2 separate regions of the Mus musculus genome follow, and region 1 is linked to region 2. A link is a contact called in public promoter capture Hi-C data. All regions are on one chromosome and are shown on one strand. The core of a region is the stretch at or near the end of the contact, and the rest is flanking DNA. Distances in the headings are between cores, read along the strand shown. Region 1 holds the start of Crybb3 (crystallin, beta B3). Region 2 holds the start of 1700095B10Rik (RIKEN cDNA 1700095B10 gene).

The links. Promoter capture Hi-C pulls out the DNA fragments that hold promoters and counts their contacts.
Region 1: a promoter capture Hi-C map of embryonic stem cells shows a contact between it and region 2, with 2.1 times the contacts expected there. The contact joins the promoter of Crybb3 here to the promoter of 1700095B10Rik in region 2. A contact is called at or near these places in 11 of 39 promoter capture datasets (cranial neural crest, embryonic stem cells, frontonasal cranial neural crest and 6 more), 1 of 484 Hi-C or Micro-C datasets (embryonic stem cells) and 2 of 9 other capture datasets (embryonic stem cells and liver).

The regions. Positions count from the first base shown.
Region 1 is chr5:113,079,890-113,087,442 of GRCm38.p6, forward strand. It overlaps Crybb3 (crystallin, beta B3), which reads right to left and starts at 1,695. Exons shown (of 6, transcript NM_021352.3): 1 at 1,667-1,695; 2 at 591-761. The coding sequence starts at 665. 2900026A02Rik (RIKEN cDNA 2900026A02 gene) reads right to left here. Exons shown (of 13, transcript NM_001375886.1): 13 at 6,434-7,553.
Region 2 is chr5:112,788,118-112,795,560 of GRCm38.p6, forward strand. It overlaps 1700095B10Rik (RIKEN cDNA 1700095B10 gene), which reads left to right and starts at 5,175. Exons shown (of 4, transcript NR_040676.1): 1 at 5,175-5,494; 2 at 7,298-7,384. Myo18b (myosin XVIIIb) reads right to left here. Exons shown (of 44, transcript NM_028901.2): 29 at 7,278-7,432; 30 at 2,960-3,083; 31 at 1,873-2,073.

The DNA.
Region 1 (7,553 bases), core at 445-2,944, 290 kb after region 2:
GAGGTGAGAACCTCAGCCTCTGCAGGGCTCCAAAGTCCACGTCCTTCCACGGAACAGCAGGAAGCCCCTCCACCACCCCCGACCTGCTTCCCGCCCCCATCCCCCCTCGCCGAGGTGAACCACGCAGTCTGCACCGCCCCCTGGTGACCTCAGTGAGCAACTGCAATAATGCCCCGGGTTCCTACTGAAAATCAGCAGGGCAGCCTCAGAAAATTTCCTCAGACTCTATTCCTTCACGCCATCCACGTCGAAGCCTCAGCATGGCTTGGGATGGACAGAGCGAGCGATGTCACACTCCCCCCATCCACCAACCATGCTCAGGCCACCCGCTTTATCACGTGACAATTCTGGGACCGGGGACAACAGGCATCGCTTCCGGTTTTTTTGTTTTTGTTTTTGTTTTTTTGTTTTTTTGTTTTTAAAGATGAAGCTGTCAGCACCCAGAAACACCAAGCAACTCAAGCGAGGTCACACAGGAAAGGCGGAGCTTGAAGCCCACATCCCCCGAAGCCTGGTGCCCGGGAACTCCACTGGGTCAGTTGTAGCCCTCAGCCCTGGGCTCTAGGTCCCATCAAGATCCAGCCAGGTACCTTGTAGCTGCCCCCAAGGCCTCCATGGCTCTTGCCAGCTGCAGCCTGCTCAGGTGCTCCGTGCTGCTCCGCCATCTCTCTGGGGATACTTCTGCCTCAAACTGGAGGAGAACCAGGTCACCAGCTGCGGCCAGCAGGATCAGGGACTGGTGGGTTCCCACCCAAACAGCACTGAGGGCCAAGATCTATAATCAGTCAACAAACACCTCCTGGACACCTGCTTTGGGCCACGCATCTGGGCCAGTCAGTGGGACTGGGGAATCCCAGAGGCCCAGTAATGAAAGACCAGTTTACTGAGAACACAGGGAAGAAAGGACTTAAACTGGATGGCACTCTCCCCCCACCCCACACACACAACCAAATGCTCCCTGTAAAGGGCTGGGTATCTCTATGGGCTCTCTGCAGCCTCAGTGCCCAGGACTGGACCTCAGGACAGCCAGGGTGGACAGCAGACCACAGCAGGCAGGAAAAACAGACGGACTGAGCAGCCATTAAATGGGCCAGGTCTTTGGAAACCATCCCTGACCGTGAAGCTGACTATTGAGTGCTTACCGTGTTCTAGGCTCTCGCATAGTGGACCCTGGAAGTCTCTCTTAGCCTCAGGAGGCAGAGACCTAGGACACAGGTCTGCAGACATTTGCTCGCCAGCAAGGGTGTATGGGCGTGCACACACATGCACTGTCCTGCACAACACCTGTCCCCGACTGACCCGCTCCTCCCTCATGACACACTTGTGTGAGGTCCAGCAGCTTCTGCTCTGTATCTAACCTGCATCATTAGGACATGGGCCTTGGCCCACTTCATGGGGATGACCGGGTATTCCCTTTCTCAGAGCTGCCCACTCCTTGGTCCTCAGCCCACACAAACAATTGGGACCCAGCCTCGTGCTCAGACCCGCAGACAATACAGTTCACCAGCTCTGTCTGTGGCTGGGCCTAGTTGGCAGGCTTGGTTCCTGGAGGTCACCCTCCCTACCCTCGAGTGAGCCAGACAAGGGCCATGCACACCAGAGAGACCCGAGGTTGCACCTTCCTCAACAGTACACTCCCCCCTGCCTCACCCAGTCCAGTACAAACCTGCTTCCAGGACCAGTTGTCTCCAGACTGGCGTGCCTCCAAGGCTGGCCTATTTATGGGCATGTTCTGTTGGCCCAGCACATTACGGGATGCTGAGATAGCATCCTGTCCACCCGATCCTGTCCGGGCCATTTCATCCTAATGGTGTGTCCGGGAAGGCCCCCTAAGGCCAGTCACCTCTTGCACAAGTCTGATGACTTCCTGGGAACCGATGGCCTTTGCTGGCTTTGTGGGATGCTGGCCAGACTACACATGTCAATGATGAGACTGTGTTTGAAAGAGGCCACATCAGTTACTTGGGGGTCATAAAGCTGTTTGCTGTAGGCTCAAATCCTCAAGTCAGCCTACATCCCAATTTCGGATCCTTGGGGTGCCATTTTACAGATTCCACGACTGAGGCAAATCACTGAGTTCTTACGGTCAGAGCTACAAACTGAATTGAGTTTCAGTGTGTGAGTATGCATCGTGTATGTGGCTGAGTGAGCCTGGGTGCACACAGATGCCAGAAGAAGAGGCTGGTGCCCCCGCTTTACCCTGCTTTGCTGTATTCCCTTGAGACAGGGTCCCTCACTGAAAACGGAGCTAGATCCACAGCCAGCCCCAGCAATCTTCCTGTCTCCATCCCCAACCACTGACACAAAGTTTCTCTGTATAGCCCTGGCTGTCCTGGAACGCACTCTATAGACCAGGCTGACCTTGAACTCAGAAATCCACCTGCCTCTGCCTCCCAAGTGCTGGGATTAAAAGCGTGTGTCGTCACTGCCCAGTTCACCACTGGCTTTTCGTGGGGTGCTGGAGATTTGAACTCTGCTCCTTGTGCTTGCACGACCACTTAGCCATCGTCCCAGGCCCATAAACAAATGTACTGGTTAGCACTAAGTCACTGTGGCTAAAATGTCTGACAGAAACAAGGGTGGACAGTTTATTTTGGCTGGCAGTTTTAGACGACTGAAGCCAAGGTTGCTGGTTGCCACATATTTGTAGAGAGTGTCATGACATGGGGCGTGTAGTAGACAAAGTTCTTTGTTTTGAGGCAAGATACCGAAGCAAGGAGACGGACATGGGAAGGGGGCAGGGACAGGACGCTCTGGAGGACCAGACCCCAGCTGCTTCTTCCAGTCAGACCAGCTCCTAAAAGCTCCAGTTTCCAAAAATGGCACTTGCACTTCTGTCTGTCTGGAAGCCAGATGCTCTACGCATGAGATTGTGGGGGACATTCCGTGACAGTACAGGGTTTCTTCTTCCTGTAGCTCAGAGGCTGTATGCTGGCTTAGCACGAGGGAGGCCTGTGTTCCTCCACACAAATCAACCAGCCGCAGATCATCACTGACGGGGGCCAGAGGCAGGAGGATCAGGAATTCAAGAGTAGCCTCCATTGCAGGGTTGACGACAGCCTGAGCTGTCGCGATGAGAGGTCACGTGAGCACAGCACACATCACATGGCTGTCACTTGATTCCATTCCCCCAGGACCTCACCTACCACTGATCACATTAATGGCCACTTCCTGCCACGGGTGATGGAGCCAGTTGTCACTGGCTGGGTGGTGCTGCAGACAGCGTGGCACCCTCTCCACACTGAATCGTCCTGAGCACTGTGACATCTGAGGTTTTCTGTCTGCCATTCCCTAACCCACAGTTCCGAACATCAGCACCACTGCTGTTCAGAGCCACGTGCTCTTAGCAAGGGTAGAATGGGATTTGGAGCGGGGAATCAGGGGCTGTCCTGTGAGGGGCGGGGGTGGGGCTGCTTCTCAACATCTCCACCAAGGCTGTTTACCACAGTGCTGGATAATTAGTTAAGTCATCAGAGAGGAGGAAGTCACAATTAAGAAAATGGCTCCATAAGATTGAGCTGTAGGAAACCTTGTAGGACATTTTCTCAATTAGTAATTGATAGGGGGAGGACCCCACCCATTGTGGGTGAAGCCATCCCTGGACTGGTGGTCCTGGGTTCTATAAGAAAGCAGGCTGAGGGGCTGGAGAGATGGCTCAGTGGTTAAGAGCCCTGACTGCTCTTCTGAAGGTCCTGAGTTCAAATCCCAGCAACCACATGGTGGCTCACAACCATCCATAATGAGATCTGATGCCCTCTTCTGGGGTGTCTGAAGACAGCTACAGTGTACTTACATATAATAATAAATAAATCTTTGGGCAGGAGCGAGCGGGGCTGGAGCGAACAGAGGTCCTGAGTTCAATTCCCAGCAACCACGTGATGGTTCACAACCATCTGTACAACTACAGTGTACTCATATACATAAAATAAATAAATAAATCTTGAAGGAAGGCAGGGAGGGAGGGAGGGAGGGAGGAAGGAAGGAAGGAAGGAAGGAAGGAAGGAAGGAAAGCAGACTAAGCAAGCCATGGAGAGCAAGCCAGTAAGCAATATCCTTCCATGGCCTCTGCATCAGCTCCTGCCTCCAGGTTCCTGCCCTGTGTGAGTTCCTGCCCTCACTGCTTTTGATGATGAACTGTTATATGGAACTGTGAGTGACCAACTTTCCACCCCAATTTTATTTTGATCATGGTGTTTTATCATAGCAATAGTAACCCTAAGATAACCACAATGAGTAGGCTACTGATTAGCTTCTATGGGGGTTAAAATTGATTGTCAACTTGACAGAATCTAGAATCACCCACAGGAGTCGCCTCTGGACACACCTGTGAGGGATTTCCCAGAAAAAGTTAACTGAAGTAAGGAAATCTATTATAATGGTTAGCTTTAAATTTAAGCATGGCAAAACCTAGGCTCTCAATTGAGGGATCATATACTGAGTTGCCCACAGGTACATCTGTAGGAACTGTCTTAATTAAATTAATTGATGTGATGTGGTTTGGATATGTTTGCCCTAAGGAGTGGCACTATTGGGAAACGTAGCAATGTTGGAGTAGGTGTGGCCTTGTTGGAGTGGGTGTGCCAATGTTAGAGTAGGTGTGGCCTTGTTAGAGTGGGTGTGGCAATGTTAGAGTAGGTGTGGCCTTATTGGAGTAGGTGTGGTCTTGTTGGTGAAAGTTTGTTGCTGTGTGAGGTCCTGTGCTCAATCTATGTCCAGTGTGGAAGAGAGCCTCCCCATGGCTGCCTGCAAATCAAGATGTAGAACTCGCAGCTCCTTCAGCACCATGTCTGCCTGCACACTGCCCTGTAATTCCTGCCATGATGGTAATGGACTGAACCTCTGTAACTGTAACCCAGCCCTAGTTAAATGTTTTCCTTTATAAGAGTTGCTTTGGTCATGGTGTCTCTCCAAAGCAATACAACCGGTTCTAAGACCTGTACTAAATGTGGGTGGTACCATTCCCTAGGCAGAGTTTCTTAAGCTGCTGAGGGTTGAAAGACTGAACTGAGCAGGAACAAGCAAAGCTGTCTCCATCTCTCTCTGCTCTAGACCCTGGCTGTGGGCAGCTGAAGTTCCGACGTCCCCGCTGATGGACTGACCCTGGGATTATAAGTCAAATAAATCCTTTCTCTCCAAACTGTTCAATGTCAGTGTTTTATCACAGCAACAGAAATGAAACTAGGACTCCCACCCTTAAAATGGGCTGCCCGGACAGAACGGCATCTAAGGAACAAGTGGTTGCATTTGCCTGACTGCTGCTCTCGGCCATGACGGCCACCGTTCCTCGCTGGAATCAGAACCCAACTTCTTCGGCCTTCTAACACAGACTGCAGACCAGTGGCTTTCCAGTGATCCCCCAGGCCTTCGGCTCCAGACAAGGACCACTGAGGAGGCCAGCGTCACGGCTGAGGAATACCCATCCTCAACTTCTCTGGTGTGAAGACTCCTAATTGTCAGGTTTCCCGGGCCACGTTGTGAAAGCCAACCTAATAAATGACCTTTGAATATACATCCATTTCGCCATTCTTGTCCTCTAGAAAACCCTGAGCATTCCTGAGCAGACTGTTGACCAGCCTCACCAGACATGTTGCCTACTAACATCCCTGGATAGGTTGTTGATTAACATGCCTGGATAGGCTATTGATTAACACGCCTGGATAGGCTGTTGATTAGCATTGTGCTCTAATTAGCCTTAACTGTCAGCCTGAGACAACAGACTCCCATCTGAGAACCAGTTTCTTTTGAGGGGTTGTCCAGCCAGGATGGGCATCTCCATAGGAATGTGTTGAGTATAAGGATGGCAGAGGGCCCGGCACACTGTGGGCAGCACCAGTTCCCGGTTAGGTGGTCCCGACTAGCTAAGCCTGCGTCTGTAAACAAACCAGTCCAACTAGTAAGCAGCGACTTCCATGGATTCAGCTTCAGATTCCTGCCTTGATGTCCCTCAATTGAAGGACGGTGGAAGTGTTAGCCAAACAGACCTTTCTTCCCTTAAGCTGCTTTTGAGCATGGGGCTCATCACAGCAACAGAAAGCAAAACAAACCTGAAACAGTTATTAACATCCCTGGGTAGGTTAACTAAACATCCTTGAGTAAGCTACTGTTGTATCTCTAGATGTCAACCAATTGCATCCCTGGGTAGGTATTGACTAACATCATTCAGTAAGCTGATTAATTTCCCTGAATAGGTTAGCACTTGCCATTCCTGGGTAAGTTATTAACTAGGCATCACTGGGTAGGCTGTTGATTAGTTTCCCTGGTTAGGCCACAGTGCTCTCATCAAGGAAAGGTTATTGACTATCCTTGCATAGGCTGTCGATTAGCACCCCTGGTCTCTTTTCACCAATAGCCCCAGCAGCTCCTCCTTCAAGGACCCAAGAGAACACCCCCCACCCCCACCCCGTTGCTGTCTTGTGGACATGCAGCCTCAGAGTTACCACTGACAGGAAAGCTTTATTTACTACTTTTGGAGTCTGGGTGTGCCCCCTTCGCACATGCAGAGTTCACCCATTCAGTGCAGTCAGCTGGATTTCTGACTTGCTTGTCTGTGCCAAAAAACCTCTTACAGTGACAAAATATAAAAGCACAGGGGACATCCGGCCACTGCGAAGTCCGGGAAGCCCATTTGTTTTGACAGTAAAAATATAGTTTGTTTTTTTTTTTAATAGATGAATTCTCAGTCACGCAGTTAGGTTCTTCCTGGGACTGGCTCCAGTGCCCACCATCTGCTGTCATTCAGAAGGCCTGCAGCTTGTGGATTAGTAAGGCAGCTGTCAGAATGCTGCAGCCTTGCGAGTCGAGTCCTTCCCCATCGCGATGCACACATCCCAGGTAGGACCCAGAGGAACGGTTAGGAAAATAGATCCTATATCATATATATATAATTCCATTCTCCCACCCCAGCATACAACGCGTGTTGAGGAGGACCGTCATCATTCTAGGACAGAGTAAGAAAGAGTCTGGTACAAACGCCTTCTGTAGATCAATATACAACCTCTGTGAGCCCCATATAACAGATTCTGTAAGGCGACAGGGGATGACATTTAAAACGCAGATTGTCCTCTAGAGGCTAACAGGTTTTTTTTTTTTAGCTGGCTCGGAGCTGCCAGGGATTGTCACAGCACAGGTGACATAAACAGCTGAAGGAGACTCTTGGTGGGTAAAGGATGCAGGCTATGAGGTGTCCTTCACTGTGGGAGCCACAGAGATAGGGATGTTCTAGGGTGTAATGAGGCGGTCACAGGATAGGGACAGGGACAGAGGAAGCCACATTCTCCTGCCTTCTGCCATGGCTTCAGGCTTTCTGGAATGTGACCTTCCTGAAACGTCAACAGAGGCCCTCTCTCAGAGGCACGCTCAGAGATGCAGAGTGGGAACTGCAACACCGGGAACCTGGGTATTTGGAGATCTGCTCCCTATTGACAGGTGGTGGGACAAAGGCACATTTGGAGGGCACAGCATCTCTGCTGCCCAAAGGACTTGCCAGGGCTGAATATCAACAAGGGGTGGGAGCGGCTTTGCACTTTTCAATTGAGCCTAGATCCCGAGTGTGA
Region 2 (7,443 bases), core at 3,925-6,424:
CCTAATCTTGACTGCCTATGAGAGAGAGTCTCCTGAGGCTGCCTGTGGACCAAAATGTAGAACTGTCAGCTCCTCCAGAGCCATGCCTGCCTGGATGCTGCCATGCTCCCACCTTGATGATACTGGACTGAACCTCTGAACTGTAAGTCAGGCTCAGTGAAATGTTTGCCCTTGGTCATGGTGTCTGTTTACAGCAATGAACCCCTAACTACAGACAGTGTCTATTTTTGGATGGTGGGCTTTGTTTGTGAGGGCAGGATGTTACCGTATCCTACACTGGCCTCAAACTCTCTACATAACCCAGGCTGACTTGGAACTCATCATGGTGGTTCTTCTCTCTCAGCCTCCAAGAGTTGTAGGAACAGCAGGTGTTACACCAGCTCTGAGCACCTGCTTAACCTGTGCTTCTCTGGCTTACATTGCTGCATTTAGACTTTTCCTGTTGCTATTCCTGTCTCATAACTTCTTCAAAAGCTGTGGCTTGGCATGTACCTGGAAACCAGCTGCTTCGCTAGGACAGTGGGAGTTGGGTTTTCCATCCCCGCCTACTCCCCCCAGTTACTGCACATTCCCTAATTCTCAGAAGGCTTGTGCTCCTTCCTGGATTCTGTGCCTCAAGTAGATATTGGAGCTTCATGGTCTGAGGACTTCTGTTCAAATCCTCACCCCCACCTCTTCTGTCTGTCTGTCTGTCTGTCTGTCTATCTATCTACCTATCTACCTACCTACCTACCTATTGTCTATCTATCATCTATCTTCTATCTATCAATCATCTATCTTCTATCTATCATCTATAGTCTTTCTTCTATCTATCTATCTATCTATCTATCTATCTATCTATCTATCTATCATCTATCTACCATTATCTATCTTCTATCTATCATCTATCTATCATCTGTCTATCTATCATCTATCTATTGTCTATCTATTATCTATCATGTTTATTTATCGATCTATCTATCTACCCATCTATCATCTATCTATTATCTATCATTTATCTAACTTTAATCTATCTATCTATCTATCTATCTATCTATCTATCTATCTATCTATCTATCATCTATCTACCATTATCTATCTTCTATCTATCATCTATCTATCATCTGTCTATCTATCATCTATCTATTGTCTATTATCTATCATGTTTATTTATCGATCTATCTATCTACCTATTTATCATCTATCTATTATCTATCATTTATCTAACTTTAATCTATCTATCTATCTATCTATCTATCTATCTATCTATCTATCATCTATCATTTATCTATCTTTCACCTATCTGTCTATCTTCTATCTATCTATCTATCTATCTATCTATCTATCTATCTACCTATCTACCTATCTATCTATAGGTCATCATCAATATCTGTGGAGGGAACGATCCTCCCCTTGTCCTTTATGAGGTTCCACAAGAAGTGGTCAGGAAGTGAAAGGACAGAGTCTCATGCACAGACAGTGATCAATAGCATTAGACACCCAGTCAGCGGTTATGTGTTGAACACCAACAGTGCACTTGGTGTTTTCCTTGGCTACAGGAGGTACTGAGAAGGAAGAGTGATCAAACAGCCATTCAACAAACAACACCTGCCTGCCATCACAGAACTCATGTCTCAGTAAGAAAGGGGCACTGGAAAGCATGCCACTGAGCCTGGTGTGGCCAGTATGGGCAACAGCAAAGGGATAGCTGTGGGGTGGGACTCCTGCAAGCACCTGGCTTCCCCCCTGGATCTCTAGGGAGCCACAAACTGCTGAGGAGCAGCAGGAAGGCAGCCCTGTGTATCTTCATGCCACCCGCCCCGTGTGAGAAGCCCATCCAGGGCAGCACATTCCTGGGGCAGAGCATCCCCTGAACAGGGAGGGTCTCCTCACCTGCTCCAGCTGCTTGATGGTATTTTCCTGCTGGCTGTGGATCTTCTGTTGCTCAAGGGCATTGGTCTCCAGTTCCCAGACCCTCTCTTTCAGGCTGGCCACACCTTGATCCCCCACAGAGGCACAGCTCAGCAGCTCCCTTTTCTGGCCCTGTAGCCTTTCCACCTCTTGCTTCAGCTTTGAGGCTTCCTGCTCCTTTTGCTACAATGAGAGGGGGCACGGGGATGGAGTCACGTGACCACGATCCTCTCCCAAAAGGGCTCCAATTTCTGCATACAGGCCTACTTGTCTCCCAGGCTCAGCACCATTACACAGGGTCTCCCCATGCAGTGCAGGCCGACTTCAACCTCAGGATCTCCCTGCCTCAGTTTCCCCAGTGCTGAAAGGACAAACTATGTTACCACCTGGATCCCCACATTGCCCTCCTCCACTCTTGTCCCACGCCCAGTTTCCCCAGCATGGCTGTGCTTTGAGAAGACTCAGAGGGATCCTGGCAGATGGAGGTAGGGAAAGGGATTTTCCTGGAGTTGTATCTCAGTGCATGTAAGGGAACTGCTTGTCCGGTTGGAAGAAGAAACCAGGCATCGTGCCAACCCTCAGGCTGAGGGATCAGGGAGGCAGAGAGGACAGAAGTGACCCTTCCAATAAGGAAGATGGATCCAGGGCCAAGTCTGCATGCTCTCTCATAAAGAGAGGGGAAGAGGATCAATGGCTAGATCAAGAGAGCACAGGTTGCCCTGAGGGCTCATAAGGAGCCACCAAGGATAAGGGGCAGCTGATGTCACAAATGCCCTCTATAGCAGAGACTGCTTTGGGCAGGCTGTGGCTCCTGACAAGGTCATGACCAGCTCTGTTTTATTTTCTGCTGAGCCTCAGAACCTCCCACCTGGGACCCTGAGCCTATGGCCAGAGCACACACTATAGAGGATTATCTGTCATCATCCTCCATGGGTGTCATGAGGACATGCTGGGAACAGTGTTGGCAGCTGCCTGGAGCACAGCCAGGGCTCTGTTCCTCTGTCCACTGCTGCAGGTGTATGCTGGAATTTCTAGAGTATCCAGACAGCCGAGAGTCCCCATTTCTCACCTCTAGCTGCTGCTGGAGCTGACCCAGCTCCCAGCGGACTCCATTGTTCTCCTGACTCACTTTCTCCCTGAGGCTCTTCTCAAACATTGACTCCCCCAGTGCCTGGGCCAGCTGCAAGTCAAACCTGCGCAAAACAGAGTGGACACATCAGGGAACCAATGGTAGGGGAAACTGAGGCAGGGCCAGCTGTGGGTAGAGTTGGGAAGAATGCATAGGCTTTTCTTGTTGAGGTTGTTGGGGTTGGGGGGATACCAGGAACAACATGGAGGGAGTTTCGGGTTTCTAAAGGATTTCCATCCGAATATTAGAAACCTGGTAAGACATTAAACAAAATTTAAAAGTGTATCTAAATATAGAGTAAATTAAATAAAGCATGTTTATAATAAAGAACACAAGTGTTAGAGGAAGGAGAAATGGGAAAGAAACAGGGGAGAGGAGAGAGAGGAAGAGACAGAAGAGAGGGAGAGGAGAGAGATACGAGAAGAGAGAGGAGAAAGAAGAGGAGAGAGGGAAGACAGAGAAGAGAGAGAAGAAAGAAGAGAGAGAAAGGGGGACATAGGGGAAAGAAAGGCAGGAGAGAAAGAGAGAAGAGGGATTGAGGAGAGAGAAAGGAGAGGGGAGAGAAAGAGTGAGATGAGCAGAGAGAAGAGGGGGAGAGAGAGGAGATAGGACACAGGGGAGAGAGGAGAGAGAGAGCGCCCGCGCACTAATTCTTCTTGTTGGAGACTCCTTCTCTCTCCAGGCCAGGGTTTTGAATCTAAGTGTCCCTGACCCGTGCAGGTGCCCATGGCTCTATTCCCATGTCCTGCCATGAGGGCAGACACAAGCTGAGGGTGGCAGTCTGCCGGCTCCTCAGGTGACCCTGTAGCATTAGCAAATAGGAAGCAGCCAACAGGTCACCAGAGGCAGAGGAAGGAGCTCCTGCCCCCTCCACAAAGCTGACCACCAGGGGCCGCCATTCCCTCTCTGCTCATCTGTCTCAGATCTGCACCTCATCAGGGTGAGTGTCCTTCCAGAGAACTTGGCCAGGCTGCAGTGAGGGGTGACTGAGACACACACAGGAAGCCCTGCAGTTCCAGCAATCCTGGTGTGGCACCTGGCACGTGGACATTATTGACAAGGACTCCCTGTATAAAACCATCATCACAGCTGCTGTCTTCCATAGCCCCAGGCTCCCAAGGAAGCCAATCATAGCTCTCCTTAGAAGGCCCTGGAACATCCCTGAAGCATTCTGATTGGCTGTTGGTGACATCATTTCAGAGGTTTTTGTCTGCTGCCCCTGAATCTTGAGAATTGTGATAAGCAGGCAGTTCCAAAATTCTGGGCCTTGGGCTGGGGTCTCTGCAAGGACCCCACAGAAGGAGAAGGGGCAGCTAAGTGGGATGCATGGATGAAACGGAAGTTCATAACTCACGTGTCCAAACACGCCTATGGGGGCCAGGGAGTGGAATGTGGTGTTTGAGTATTTTTGGCCCATGGGAAATGGCACTACTTGGAGGTGTGGCCTTGTTGGAGGAAGTGCATCACTGTGGGGGCGGGCTTTGAAGCTCCGCCCAGTGCGGAGGAGTCAGTTTCTTCCCGCTGTGGTCAGATCAAGATGTAGAACTCTCAACTCCTCTAGCACCATGCCTGCCTGGACGCGGCCATGCTCCCGTCTTGATGATAATGGGACTCTAATCTCCGTCTTGATGATAATGGGACTCTAATCTAAACCTCTGAACCTGTAAGCTAAGCCCAAGTAAATGCCACGTCCTTTTTTAAGAGTTGCCTTGATCATGGTGCCTCTTGACAGTAATGAAGCCCTAAGACAGAAGAATTGGTTGAGCCCCAGATTCCACAGTGGCAGAAGTAACCTTGAACCCAGCTTCCCTAGCCTTGCAGCCAATCTACCTGTCCATGCCCTGGGTCAGGTGAGGTACGACAACCACACTGGGAAATGACAAACGTCCTGGAAGAGTTCTCGTCTTAACACAACACCCGACGCCAAAGAAAGGCTTTTACAGACCCCGCCCCCAACTTCTGGAACACAAGTTTGCGCACACACCCTTCACTCCACCTGGCCAGGCCTTCCTAGGGCACAATCTCAGGAGGTGCAGGGTCAGTGGGGGTGGGGGTAATACAGGGTTCTCCCCAAGAACTCTGACAGCTCTTGGAATGAAGCTTTGTGACCCATGCATAGAGTATCTATGGCAACGAGACTCCCACAGCAGATGGAAGCATTCTGGACCTTTTGACGGAAAAGCCAGGATGGGGATGGTGAATTCTCATAGCATGGAGTAGTGGACAGTGGGGGTAGCGGTGTCTGGGGTTGAGAAGACCGTGGAGAGATACACAGAAGTGTCTCCAGCTTCCAGAACATTCTATATCACTAGAGGTGCTCAGGCAATGTGTCCATCGAATCTGGACTTCAGCCACCCTATGGTACCCTTTACACCATTCATCTACCTAAAAGATCTGTGTGTGTTCTTGGGAATTTGACATCAAAAACCACTTCTAATCCAGAGTTTATGGTGGAGAGAGGGACCCTACAGGCAGGTGAGTTTGGGGAAACAAAAGCAAAAGAGAAGACTTGCACACCATGCAAGTCCCTGGAGGTGAGGGAATCTATAAGCCAAAAGAGCCACAGGCCAGTGCCTCACTTTTCAGAGAGCAGACACACCTTCACAAGGAGCAGAATTCCCAGGCGAGGCCTGAGGAGCTGGCGAGTAGGAGAAACCTGGGAGGTGTCAGTGTGTTTGTCAGGCCTAGCTTATGGGTGTGGTCTGTCATGGGCACTCTCTAGAGACTGGTGAAAGTCTAGGATGTGGCTAAGATGCCAGTCATCCTGAGCTCAGAGAGACGCTGTCACTGAACAAGATCACACAGCAAGTGACTGGCATGAAGCCAGGTCATTGTTCCTGCGAAAGATTGAGGGCTTGCCCATGTGCCCAAGTGGGAGTGGAAGTCAACGAGAATGAAAGACCAGTGAGAAGAGGCTGACCTTCGTTTGGGGGCGAGTGTGTTATTGATGCACAGAGGTCATTTTTGGATGAAGATGCCACTTCAGGATAGCTCCTGATAGATGAAAGCAAGAAACAGTGTAGAGCCTGACGGATGGTGGTGGTGCTCACCTTTAATCCCAGTGCTCAGGAAGCAGAGGCAGGGGGAATCTCTGAGTTTGAGGCCAGCCTGGTCTACAGAACGATTTCTAGGACAGCCAGGGCTACACAGAGAAACCCTGTCTGGAAGGGGGTGGGGGAGGAGGTGAGGAAAGGGAGGAAAGGGAGGAAAGGGAACAGGGAGCAACCAGAGTTCAGGATCCATCCTACCACCTACAGAGTGTGATCCTGTCCCCAGTCTCTTGGAAATGAGGCCACCCACCAAGCCATGCCAAAGCTGGGTCACCTGGGACACTTGGGGACAGTTCATCATGAGTATTCTACCAGAGGCAGCATTCTGCCCCACTTGCAGCTTAGAAACCTGCTACTGTGGCTGCAGGCCCTCCTGAACCCCTTTATCCACCCCCATCCAGTCTGGGACTGGACACATGAAGCTCAGGGATGCAGAGCCACAGCCTGCTGGAGGGTACAGATCTTGGTACCAGTCCTGGCTGGCTCCTCTATTGCCTAGTCATGCCAGCGTCCCCACAGAAAAGCAAGCACGGTGCCCAGGGGCCACCATCAAAGCTGTCTAGATCCTGCCAGACCTGCCCCACAGATCAGAGCCCATGCCCTTGATATGAAGGGTGAGGACTCCTATTTGGGGATGAGTTCTTTTTAATGTTCTTGTCCCCCTTTTCACCACTGGGGATGGGCAGCTAAATCCAGTTCATTCAGATGCACACATCATAGAGTTCTCAACACAAGACCTCACCCCTATTTACAGAGGGGCATCTGTGACCCAGAGGGATCAAGTGCCCGGCTCAATCTCACACAGCTAGAGAGCAGAGTAGACATGAACTGGAATGAACTGGTATAGTCTCCTAAGAGGCACAGACTCCCACATATCACAACAGCTTACCCTCACTCTTCTCAACAAACCCCTTGGGGAAAAGAGATGGTGGAGCCCAGAGAGGGCAGGTAACTTCTCTAAGATCACAAAGTAACAGGGAACAAGGCAGGGCTGAGAGTTAACAGCAAAGAACCATTCGCGTGGTTGGAGTCTTGAGAACCTGACAGGAATCCCTTCCACATGGGGTTGTGAATGAAGGGGCTGCACTCTGTGCTCAAGAACGCTGACGGAAGTTGGAGGGCTTTGGAAGAGAACCCGGAGGCCTCCGTGTATCCTGACACTGCGCAGCCTGCCCCAGCGACCCAGTTCACCGTGGGATGGGACTCACTTCTTCTGTCTCTTCTCCAGCTCATGGTTCCTACTCTGCTGGTTCTCTAGCAGCACCCGCGTGTCCTCCAGGTCCCAAGTGAGGTGGTGACACTTCCTCTTCAGCTGGTGAGCCATCTTCTTGGCCTCTTCATACGCACTCTGCAGCTCCCCAAGCTATGGAGAGA